Regions from separate parts of the Mus musculus genome. Here region 1 is linked to region 2. A link is a contact called in public HiChIP or PLAC-seq data. All regions are on one chromosome and are shown on one strand. Each heading gives the region's core, a stretch centred on a gene start, on an enhancer-like site or on the middle of the called end of the contact. The rest is flanking DNA. Distances are from core to core; before and after follow the strand shown. Region 1 overlaps Gm38761 (a long non-coding RNA gene). Region 2 holds the start of Casd1 (CAS1 domain containing 1).

Evidence for each region. HiChIP or PLAC-seq counts read pairs in DNA pulled down with a chosen protein or histone mark.
Region 1: an H3K27ac HiChIP or PLAC-seq map of embryonic stem cells shows a contact between it and region 2, with 10 read pairs. The contact joins the enhancer-like site here to the promoter of Casd1 in region 2. A contact is called at or near these places in 4 of 484 Hi-C or Micro-C datasets (the G1E-ER4 cell line, the N1E-115 cell line, group 2 innate lymphoid cells and 1 more), 4 of 115 datasets of contacts at active chromatin or transcription factors (CD8 T cells, the SCID.adh cell line and embryonic stem cells) and 1 of 9 other capture datasets (liver).

Annotation. Positions count from the first base shown.
Region 1 is chr6:4,657,687-4,662,751 of GRCm38.p6, reverse strand. Gm38761 (a long non-coding RNA gene) reads right to left here. Exons shown (of 2, transcript XR_868766.2): 2 at 1,382-1,888. Among named protein-coding and RNA genes, the nearest start is that of Gm38761, 5.7 kb to the right of the region's middle. Within about 2 kb of position 3,696, at least 5 of the 459 cell types and tissues checked have an H3K27ac peak or open chromatin away from gene starts, as enhancers often do. A contact at or near this core is called in embryonic stem cells, where this site is marked.
Region 2 is chr6:4,597,116-4,602,166 of GRCm38.p6, reverse strand. It overlaps Casd1 (CAS1 domain containing 1), which reads right to left and starts at 1,256. Exons shown (of 18, transcript NM_145398.4): 1 at 866-1,256. The coding sequence starts at 998.

The DNA of each region.
Region 1 (5,065 bases), core at 2,447-4,946, 58 kb before region 2:
TCCAAAAAGTAGCAGCAATCTTTACTCTCCTTTCAACAAATGGAACCCAGTAGTTTGAAACAGAGCCCAGACCGGTGTTTGCTTGTCAGGGTCCATCCTGTGAGAGGGAAGTACAGAGGTGTTAGGACCCAAGCAGCTTACACATGAGTCACCAAGACAAGACCACAAAAGTGACATGACAATCTGATAATGCAGAGTCATCAGAAGCAGAAAACTAAAGCACGAGTAGGCTGAACTATCAATATAAGGACGAAGAAAAATATAAGCATTAAGAAGAGCCAGATAAACAATCACAAACAAGTAAGAAAAATCACCTTTAAAACTGGCTAATATAGTGGGATAGAGATTTAATATAAAGACAACTATATATATATATATATATATATATATATATATATATATATATACTAGTTACAAGGTACTAGGGAGATGTTCCTCACTTAAAATGACAGCCAAACAATAACCAAACATCAGCAACTAAAACATCTAGGAATGAATTGTCCTGGGGGAATTTTATGTAACTGGAAATTTCAAAATGCCACCATGATGATCACAAAAAGACTTGCATAAGTGAAAAAGTCCACCATTTCTGAACTTAAGAACCAAAGAATATCATTTATCCTGCAGTTAGTAAAGCTTGTTTTATTTGTGAGACTAGGATATTTTTGGAAGTAGAGAAGTTAACTTTAAATATAATTGGGAAAAGTAAGCATAACAATTGTTAACAGGCAGGCTGGAGAGATGGCTCAGGGGCTAAGAGCACTTACTGCTCTTCCATAGGTCCTTAGTTCAATTCCCAGCAACCAAATGGTAGCATACAACCATCTGTAATGGTGATCCAATACCCTGTTCTGGTGTGTCTGAAGACAGCTATAGTGTACTCATGTAAATAAAATAAATAAATCTTATAAAAATTGTTAGTAGGCTTCTTATTAAAAAATAGAGAAGGATTCTTTCACCAGTAATAGGTAACTTTTACAGTGTATTGTGAGGTAAAGAAACTGGAATCCTCTGCAATTAACACTGTGGGAAGTTGCTGCGTAAATGTCGGTGACACTATGAAAATATTGTTTCGTATATACCTAGTGGTCTAGGGACATGCTATAGTCAACAAGAAGTCACTTACGGAAAAGACAGACTACTTGAAAATTGGTTCTGGCAACAGAGTGGTCATCTGAAACAAAACTAAATTGGATTCTAGCATACACCACTCAGGTCTAAACGACTGTCAGCTTTTCTTTATTGCTTCCTTTGTTAAAGAAGAATGGGAAATCCTATTTATTCAAAAAGTATTCAAATGCAAACGTCCTAAGATGGCAGATTGACACAATCTATTCTCTGAAAAAAATCTTCTCTTGTAGAACAAAACAATAAACAAAAGGCAGAGTGAGAAAATGTATTTATATTTTACATCATTGACAATGAGCTAATCTCCCAATTATATAAAGAATTATTAACAGTTTGTAAGAAGGGGAAAAAAGCAATGGATAAGCATTGCTTAGGTCTAGACACCTGTACAGCCCACACATGTATTTATATACTGAAATTAACACTGCCAAGCTTTGGTATGAGAGGGTGGGACCTTTGTGGAGTAATGAGGGCACGCAGATGAATTCCCCCATGCAGGACATCAGCAGTGTGACAAGAGGGGCTTCAGAGACCTACATGCCTTACCCCTCCACCATGGGGATATGGAGAGAAGGCTGCTGTCTCTGATACTGGCACGAGGACCTCACAGACGGGGTCTGCTGACATCTCCATCTAGGTCTTCCCAGACTTCAGGAGTGAGAGGAATAAATTTCTAGCTTCTTGGCCACTCTTCTGTTAGCCTTTTTGTTAAGGCAGCCTCATAGACTGAGAGGGCAAGCAATCGCACCAAATTGTTCACCTGGAGAGAAACATGAATGCCTTTTAAACTTGTGACAGAGTCTGCAGTGACACTGCAGTATTAAGGGAGAGCTACGGTGTTGGGAGAGACTAGAGTGTTGCTATGGGAGGTGTACAGCCCCAAGGGCGCCAAGGAGGGCAGGCTCCCTGAATAACATTAAGAGTGCATGTTCCCCACAACTCAGTAATTCCACATCTGATGATGTCTCTCATACAGGCACTCTTATAAGTGCGAAATGACATATAAGCAAGGCTATTTGTGCTGTGGCACTTTTAATATGATTTGAATGGAGTTAACAGTATCAGTACTTAAAGATTATGGTGGCATGTTACCATGCCAACGACTTAGAGCCACACTATGTGATGGTTAAAAAAGAAGAAGATACAGAGGGCCACAGTGATAATAAAGTATCTGTCATTTGTGAGGATTTGAGTTCAATCTTGAGTTGGATAGTGACACATGAAGGGGACAGTCGCAGGCTGAGCTCTAGATGACTGGCCAGCTGCTCTAACCTGGCCAGTTCCAGGCACAGAGAGATCTCATCTCAGAAAACCAAAGTGGATGGCACCGGAAAGTTGTCCTTCCACAGACACACACACACACACACACACACACACACACACACACACACACACACACATACACTCACACTCACTCACACACACACACACACACTCACACTCACTCACACACACACACACTCACTCACACTCTCTCTCTCACACACACACTCACTCACACACTCTCTCTCTCACACACACACACACACACACACACACACACACACACTCACACTCACTCTCACACATATTCTCTGTCTTTCTTGCTCACTTTCTCTCCCCCCCCCCCCCCTACAATGGAAAGGTAGTATCTTAATAGAGAAAGACACTAAGGAATATTTTTAGGTGAGAAAAAGCTCAAAACTCTGGTATGTTTTATGTTAGGAGGGGAAAAAAATAGCAATTTTCTTTGCCATCTTTGAAACAAATTTTCAAGAACACAAGAAGCTAAGAGACAGGATTCCTTGTAGTTGGGTGGTAGAAAGCACAAGAACTGGGCAAACCAGGAAAACCTGAAACTTTGTGCTACTTCTCCTTAGGACGTTTTACATTTTGAACTACCAAAATCTATTTCCATATAACAATAAATACATAACCAAACATTTTGTCCTTGGAAGAAGTTAGTGACCGGTGCTGGTAACTACACAGCCAAGTGTCTTGATCTTGGGAGAGAGGTTAGTGGCAGGTGGTGGCTCCCGCATACCTTCCCATCTCAGCAGACTTTCTGTCTCCTCTGGCTTTTAAAGATAACCAGAACCCTGGAGGCTCCGCGAGGAATGCCGACCCTCTGGAACCTTCTTTCTGATCTCACCGAGTGATAGACCGATCTCTCCACTGATTTTTTTTTTATTTTTTTATTTTAATGGCTAGATTCTTCCTGTAAATGAAGCATGCACTCCCGCTTCGTGGCGGGATCACTGCGATTTAAGTTTCTGTCTCCTAAAATGTCCGCTCTTACTCACAGTCCTGCTCGGATTAGAACTGTGGAAAACTATGGAACCCCGGGCCTGGCACGGAAGACTCAAGGCCGTAGAAAAGAATTAAAAACTAGACGATTACAACACAGAAGAGAAAAATAATTCACAATGACTAAGTAAGACTCAAAAGCAAGCTATCAGCACATCCGTGAAAGTGCAAAACTCCGGCCAGTGTCAGCCATATCGCTTTTGGCTCACTGACTTAGCAAATGTAGGCGTGAGCTGCTAGAGGGACACAGGGTGACAGAAAGCTTTTGTCTGCACGCTAAAACCCTCACCAGAACGGCCATCTTTCTTGCACACCGTGATTGCACACCGTGATTGAGCTGCGGGAAGCACTAAGGGCTGGTAGTTTTTACAGGAAGACCTTAGAATTTGCTCTCAGTCACGGACAGTCGGGGCTCTGGACATTCATACCTACATTGGCGGGGTCCCAGACAACACAGACAGTGTCACAGAAAGCCCACAGTAGCACATTTCAAAAGGAAAAAAAAAAAGTGACGTAAACACAAAGTGTCAGTAGGCTACTGAGAACGACTAGCTTTGCTGTGATCCGAGTTCTTTCTGAGTTAGCTAGTTATGAAATGAAAACCAATGCGCTGAAATGAACTGTTCTATGCTGCCGTACACACTAGAAAGCAGCAGCCACAAGTTAGACAACACCTTGATTAAAATAATTTTAAAATCCTTATATAAGGATATTAAAAGTAAGCACATTAAACTTTTTTTCTACTTTGCTTTTTAATTTTGTTTTTTTTTTTTTTTTGACTAAGAGAAATTATGATTGTGTGAATTTTATTTTCTTTTGTTTGTATGACTAAGCCATTCTTTCTGCATCGGAGATTAAAATTAAATTATATTTTGTCTCCCTCCATTCTTTGCTTATTAAAATACTGTGTTCTCTGTATTATTAATTTTCACATACATATGACTATCCCTGTTTTTTTTTTCTGTTTTTTGCATGGAGCATGAGAATTTAATTGTAAATTCTGGTTTATCATTATTATTAACTATAAATGATCCCTTAATTTTTTATTTTTGTTTTCAGGCTTTAGTAACTTGTATGTTAGCTCCAGAGATCTTTAAGTACTCAGCCAAGGTAGGTTATTGCGATTGTCCTGGAAGTGTTGCTCTGAGATGCCGGCTATAAATGCACTATATAGGATGGCAGTGGACAGATAACCCCCACTTTAAACCTTGGGAACAGCCTTGGTGTTATTAGAAGTTCTGTCTGTCTGTGACTACTGATCCCAGCCACGGCCAGGCATGACAAAGGTATTAACTGACCATACACCTTTTCAATACTTGGCATCTCTGATGGACAGTCTTAGTTCTAGGGTCCCCACCACCCTCACTATGATTTCTTGACACTGTTGTGACACATCTTCTTAAGGATCCTGGCACACACACTGTTCTGTGTGTAAATGTCACAGCCTGCAAAGGGGCTTTGTCTGTGGACCCCTGCTATGTCATTTCTCCCTTCTTTTTCACAAGTATTTCCCATAGCCGATCTTTTAGACATCTAATTCCTTTTGCTTTCTGGGTACACAGCAGGCAGCTAGAGAAGTTTGAGAAGATAGATGGTAAAAATGAAGTTACGTTAGGAGGCCAGAGTATTCTGTTCAATTGTCAATGAAGAG
Region 2 (5,051 bases), core at 7-2,506:
CATATAATGACTTTTAGGATACCAAAGGTCAAAACCAAAAGATCCTATCATTATAATTTCCCTCCTACTGTCAGTGACTGTCCTGGTGGCATTTATCGTAAGGAAAGGGGAAAAAAAATCAATCAAAAAAACAAGCAAATATCCCTTGACAACTGAAGGATAATTCCTTCTGAGAAGAGTTCATTGGTTCCTTTCCAGCTTTCCACCAGTATGTAAACCCATATTGAAGGCCAGCTTTCAAAAGGCTTAACTATTTGCTTCGCCCGCTCACGTCTAGTCCGGTCAACTCCTTAACTCCTTTAAGAAACAAACAAAAACCAAAATCCTGCCTCAGTGTCTTTATTTGTAAAAACAAAAACAAAAACTGTGCAACCCAAACTCTTGAAAAGTGTTTGAAAGGCTGGTGGCACCTCCTCCACGGGAGGGAGGTGGGCCATGGGCATCTTTAGCCACACTGGCCCTTTTGGCAAAAGTAAGCAGGGCGGCCCAAGCCGCTGTCCAACCGTTGGGCCCTGAAGTGGCAGGGCAGGAGGCAGACCCCACGGGCGCACCGTGTGCGACCCCAGCATCCGGGAGGCGGTGCCGCCAGGGCTGCCCCCGGGGGCCCCTGGTTCGACCTCCTGCACCGGGGCGCGGGGCCGGGCGCGCCTCCGGAGCCCCGCTCCAGCAGGAGGTGGCCCCGAGAGCGGGAGGCTGGGGGCAGGGGCCCGCAGGGGTCGGCCCGGGCACGTGGGGCGCCGCGGGGCCGCGGGAGGCCGCCGGCGCGTGGGCGTGCTGCGGCGGGGGGCGGCCTCCCGCGCTCGGGGCCGCGGCGCCGCCTCCCCCCGGGCCGAGCCGGCCCGGGCCGGGGGGAGGGCCGGCTCACCTCGGTAGCGGCGGGACGCGAGGTGGCACGCTGCGAGCAGCAGCACGGCCACCAGCGCCAGCACCTTGGCGCTCCTCACGCTGAAGTAGTGGTTGATCTCCCGCTTGCCCAGGTTGTAGGCCAGAGCCGCCATCTTGGTTCCTCCATGACAACAGTGCGCGGCGGAGCGGGGAAGGGGCGCCGCGCAGGGGCAGCACTGGGGCGGCGGGCGCCGTAGCCAGCCGAGAAGCGGCCGCCAGCTCCCTTGCCCGTCGCCCGAACCGCGGGCCGAGGGGTCCGAGCCTGCGGCCTCCGTGCCGCCGGCCTTCCCCGTGCCCTCGTCGGCCTCCCCCCAACCCCGCCGCCGTTGCTCAGCCGTGCCGGTGCCCCAGGCGCCCTGGCCGCCTGTCTCCTCCCCTTCCTCCTCCCTGGTAGCCTCCTGCCTTAATAGCGGCTGCGCCTGTGACGGGGGTCCGGATGCCCGGGGCTCCGGGGTCACCGGGCCCAGACGGGCCTCCGGGGTCACCGGGTCACTGGCGGCAGCGGGCGGCGACGGCTGCACAGGCATGGTGACTGTATGGGTGTTGGGGGGGCAGAGGGCCAGGGCCTGCAGCCCGGCCCAGATGTCAGCTCCGGGGCTATGCCCAAGTGGACTGGCAGCTACCTGAGCCCAGGTTAGGGCAATAGAACTACTGTTCCGGGAAAAAAAAGTACACTCCCTGCTTCCCCCATCACACCCTTTCTGGACTTTCTACTCTCTGCTCTCCCACGGTCGTGGGGCCTTAACGGCAGGCCACCCACGACCTGTCTGGCAAGTTCCTCTGCACCTAAGATGCTGGCCAGGTGTTGGGGTGGCTGTAAATCCGAACACCCAACTCAAGTGTAAGGCCCATGTTCACCGTTTAATACTCAACTGCCCAATGTGCTGTTTGTCCAGTTGCAGTGGGTGTAGATGCATCCTGTACAGTGTGTCTAAGTTGGTGTGGATGTCAGTATAAGAGCCCCTTTCTCCTTTATGTTTACACAATATCTTTGTTGACACTAAGGTTGGCCAGGGTAGCAGATTGGTTGCCTGTGGCAATCCTTAAACTTGGTTAATGTTTTGTGATTATCAATAGACCCAGCACTCTGTGTGTCCTTTGAAAAGCATTCTTATTCATACCCTTGGTCTTGAGTTGCCTTGTAGACAAGAATGGCTATTTGCATGTTGTGGTTAGAACAAGTAAGTCATTGTTGAGTTGGAGGTGTTGGCAAGTCTTCTTTACAACTTTTAGCCAACCCCAACCTTGTGCTTCCAGACCCTTCTCAACATTCTCGAATGTTAGAGAAAAGGGACTTAGAGATCCTGTCGAGTCACTCCCATCCTCTCCACTGAAGGATTTTTAAAATTATGTTTCCAGCCACAATCATCATATGATGATGAAAGATTCTTGTCGCTTAAATGAAATCACATACATCACTGTCATAGATATAATGCTAATAAGCAATAAAGTTAAATAAGTGTACAAACACTTAGGCACTGTTCCCTGCAAGTGGTCGCTTAATTTTGGCTCTTTCTTCTGATCTGAGGCTGATCACATGCTGGCAGAATTGAATCAGATACGACAACAACCAGATAACTGGGCTAACAATATGTGGCCTGCCAATCACATCCTAGACACATACTATGATGTCATCAACACCAAATTAGAATTTCTGATCCACCTTCAATAACCAGAGCTAACCCCCAGGGTTGGCCTAATGCTAGCCAAAAATAAAGAAACCTGACGTTGTACTTAGTTGTGCTTCCCAGAAGGCTTTCTGAGATACTGGGAAAATCTGGGAACCCCTTTGTCCTTTCCTCTGTGTTAAAGTTAACCCCTCTACCTATTTCTGCTTTTCCTGGTAGATATCTCCACATAAGATGGCCCTTTCCTGTGGCATCTATAAATGGTCCCTCTCTTAGCTGATGCCTTTCCACTGATAAATGTCCCTTTTTAATTAAAACCACCACTAGATTCTGTGTTCCAAGTTATTTGCTTCTTTGTTTCTTTTAGAAGGAGTAGCTACTTGAAATTTTCACTTGCTTGGTTCCCATTCTGTCCTGAAGAACTGAATGGTTCTTTGCTGGTGGTATGGGTATTTCTTGTTAAATCCAAAGGACTCTCCTCTTTCTCTCTCTCCCTCTCCGGCCCTCTTCCCCCCTCCCCCTCCCCTCCCCCTCCCTCTCTCCCTCTCTCCCTCTCTGCCTCTCTGCCTCTCTCCCTCTCTCCCTCTCTTCTCCCTCTCTCTCTCTCCCCCTCTTCTCCCTCTCCCTCTTCTCCCTCTCTGCCTCTCTCCCTCTCTCCCTCTCCTCTCCCTCTCTCCCCCTCTCTCTCCCTCTCTCTCCCTCTCCCTCTCTTTGTCCCTCTCTTTCTCTTTACCTTCTTTACTTTCTGATATTTTTTGTAGGTTCAAATGCTGTTGAATTTTCTGTTATTTGGTGTTTGTCTATCAAGTTTTTTTCCTTCTCTAGTCTTGTTTTTTGCCTCTTCTTCAGAGCACTAGCCAGGTGCCAGTTATCAGGCTGCTTCTAGTGGTTCCTGGCAGAGCCATCCTCACCATCAGATAGGTCCCCGTCCTCTTTAAGGGATCAGTTACCTTCTGTACACACACACACACACACACACACACACACACAACTGTGTCAGGCCATATTCATGTGTTTATACTGTACCTATAGAGCTACCCTCTGCTTCTCCCCAGTAGGACAGTTTTTGGTTAGCAATTGTTGGCATTTCAGATTTCAAATTATCTGTGGTCTTTTGCTATCTACGTCTAACCTACAAATCTCAACTTTATACATGATTATCCAAGCCAATGTTTACACTGTCTTCAGTCTCTTCTAAATAGTTCTCAAGTCTATTGCTCACCCCTCCCTCCATCTCCTAGAGTTTGCTTTAGTTAAATGTATCTTTTCTTGCTGAAAGCTAAAATCATGAAATTAATAGTCTCCTGCTTATTTGTCTAACCCTAAGGGATCTAGAATGTTTAATTCATAGCAAGTTACTGCTTTTCTAATAACATTAAGGAGGAGGGAGAAGAAGAGAGAATGTGTGTGATGTTTCAACTGTATATAACTTTAAACCAAATTACCAAAGCGTGCTCATGCTCTCTCTCTCTCTCTCCATTCCCTTTTCCCGAAGATGTCACTTGTGTCTGTGCCCATGTCCCTCGAACAATTTGCCAACTGCTTCCTGTCTTCAGACACTCCTTACTACATCACACACCCTTTTCTCTTAACTCTCAGACTCCGGAAGGGAGCACACTATGGCCATTCTCCTTGGGACTACTGCCTGCCTTTGTGGTGGAGAGCAGACAGGATCTCAACATACAGCGCCTGCTGCATTGATTTGCTCCTTACCACCTCAGCCTCCCAGAGGAGGGAGTTATGAGCATGCATCGCCACGCCTGGCTTTACATATTTAAACAGAGAAATGAGGAAAGTGGCACTGTGCCTACTGTTTAAGGAAACCTCTCTTTAAATGTCAGCCAAGGGGCTGGAGAGATGGTTTGGCAGTTAAGGGTGCTTGCTACTCTTCTAGAAAACTACAAGCTGGTTTCCAGTAGCCACAAAGTCACAACCCCCTTTACTCTGGCTCCAGAAAGTCCAACACCCTCCTCTGGCCTCTGAGGACACACACAAGCACACACAGACATATAGAAATAAATGGTTTAAAAAGGAATATCTGTATACATAATGTAACATATGTTATATATATATATGCATTTATATATAATGTTTACTAAAATCTCTTAAGAAATCAGCAATAATGAAAGTATCAAAAGTCAATGAAATAGTTTACCTCTACTTATTGCTAAGGATGGTTCCTAAGTTAATGTGGAGTGTTAGCTATGAGATCCCTCTACTGATATAAGGTCATCAAAATGAAGACATTTAGAAACTGAGCATCCAAAACATGGATGTATGGATTTTCTGCTCTGTGAACATGCACGAATGCCTCAAATCATATAGTCATGTAAGGATATTGGTTGTGCTGTACAGAATTTGTAGATAAATATGTACCTGATGGAAGAATGCAAGTTCAGCTCTTTAACTGATCTATAAGTACATTGTCTAGGAAGATGGACTTAATTATGAATCACCATGTTGTGTGCTCTCTACCTTCCCCAAAGCGTATGCTTTCTCTTCAGACCCCTCCCCTAGTTAGGCTCCAGCCTCTCCTGG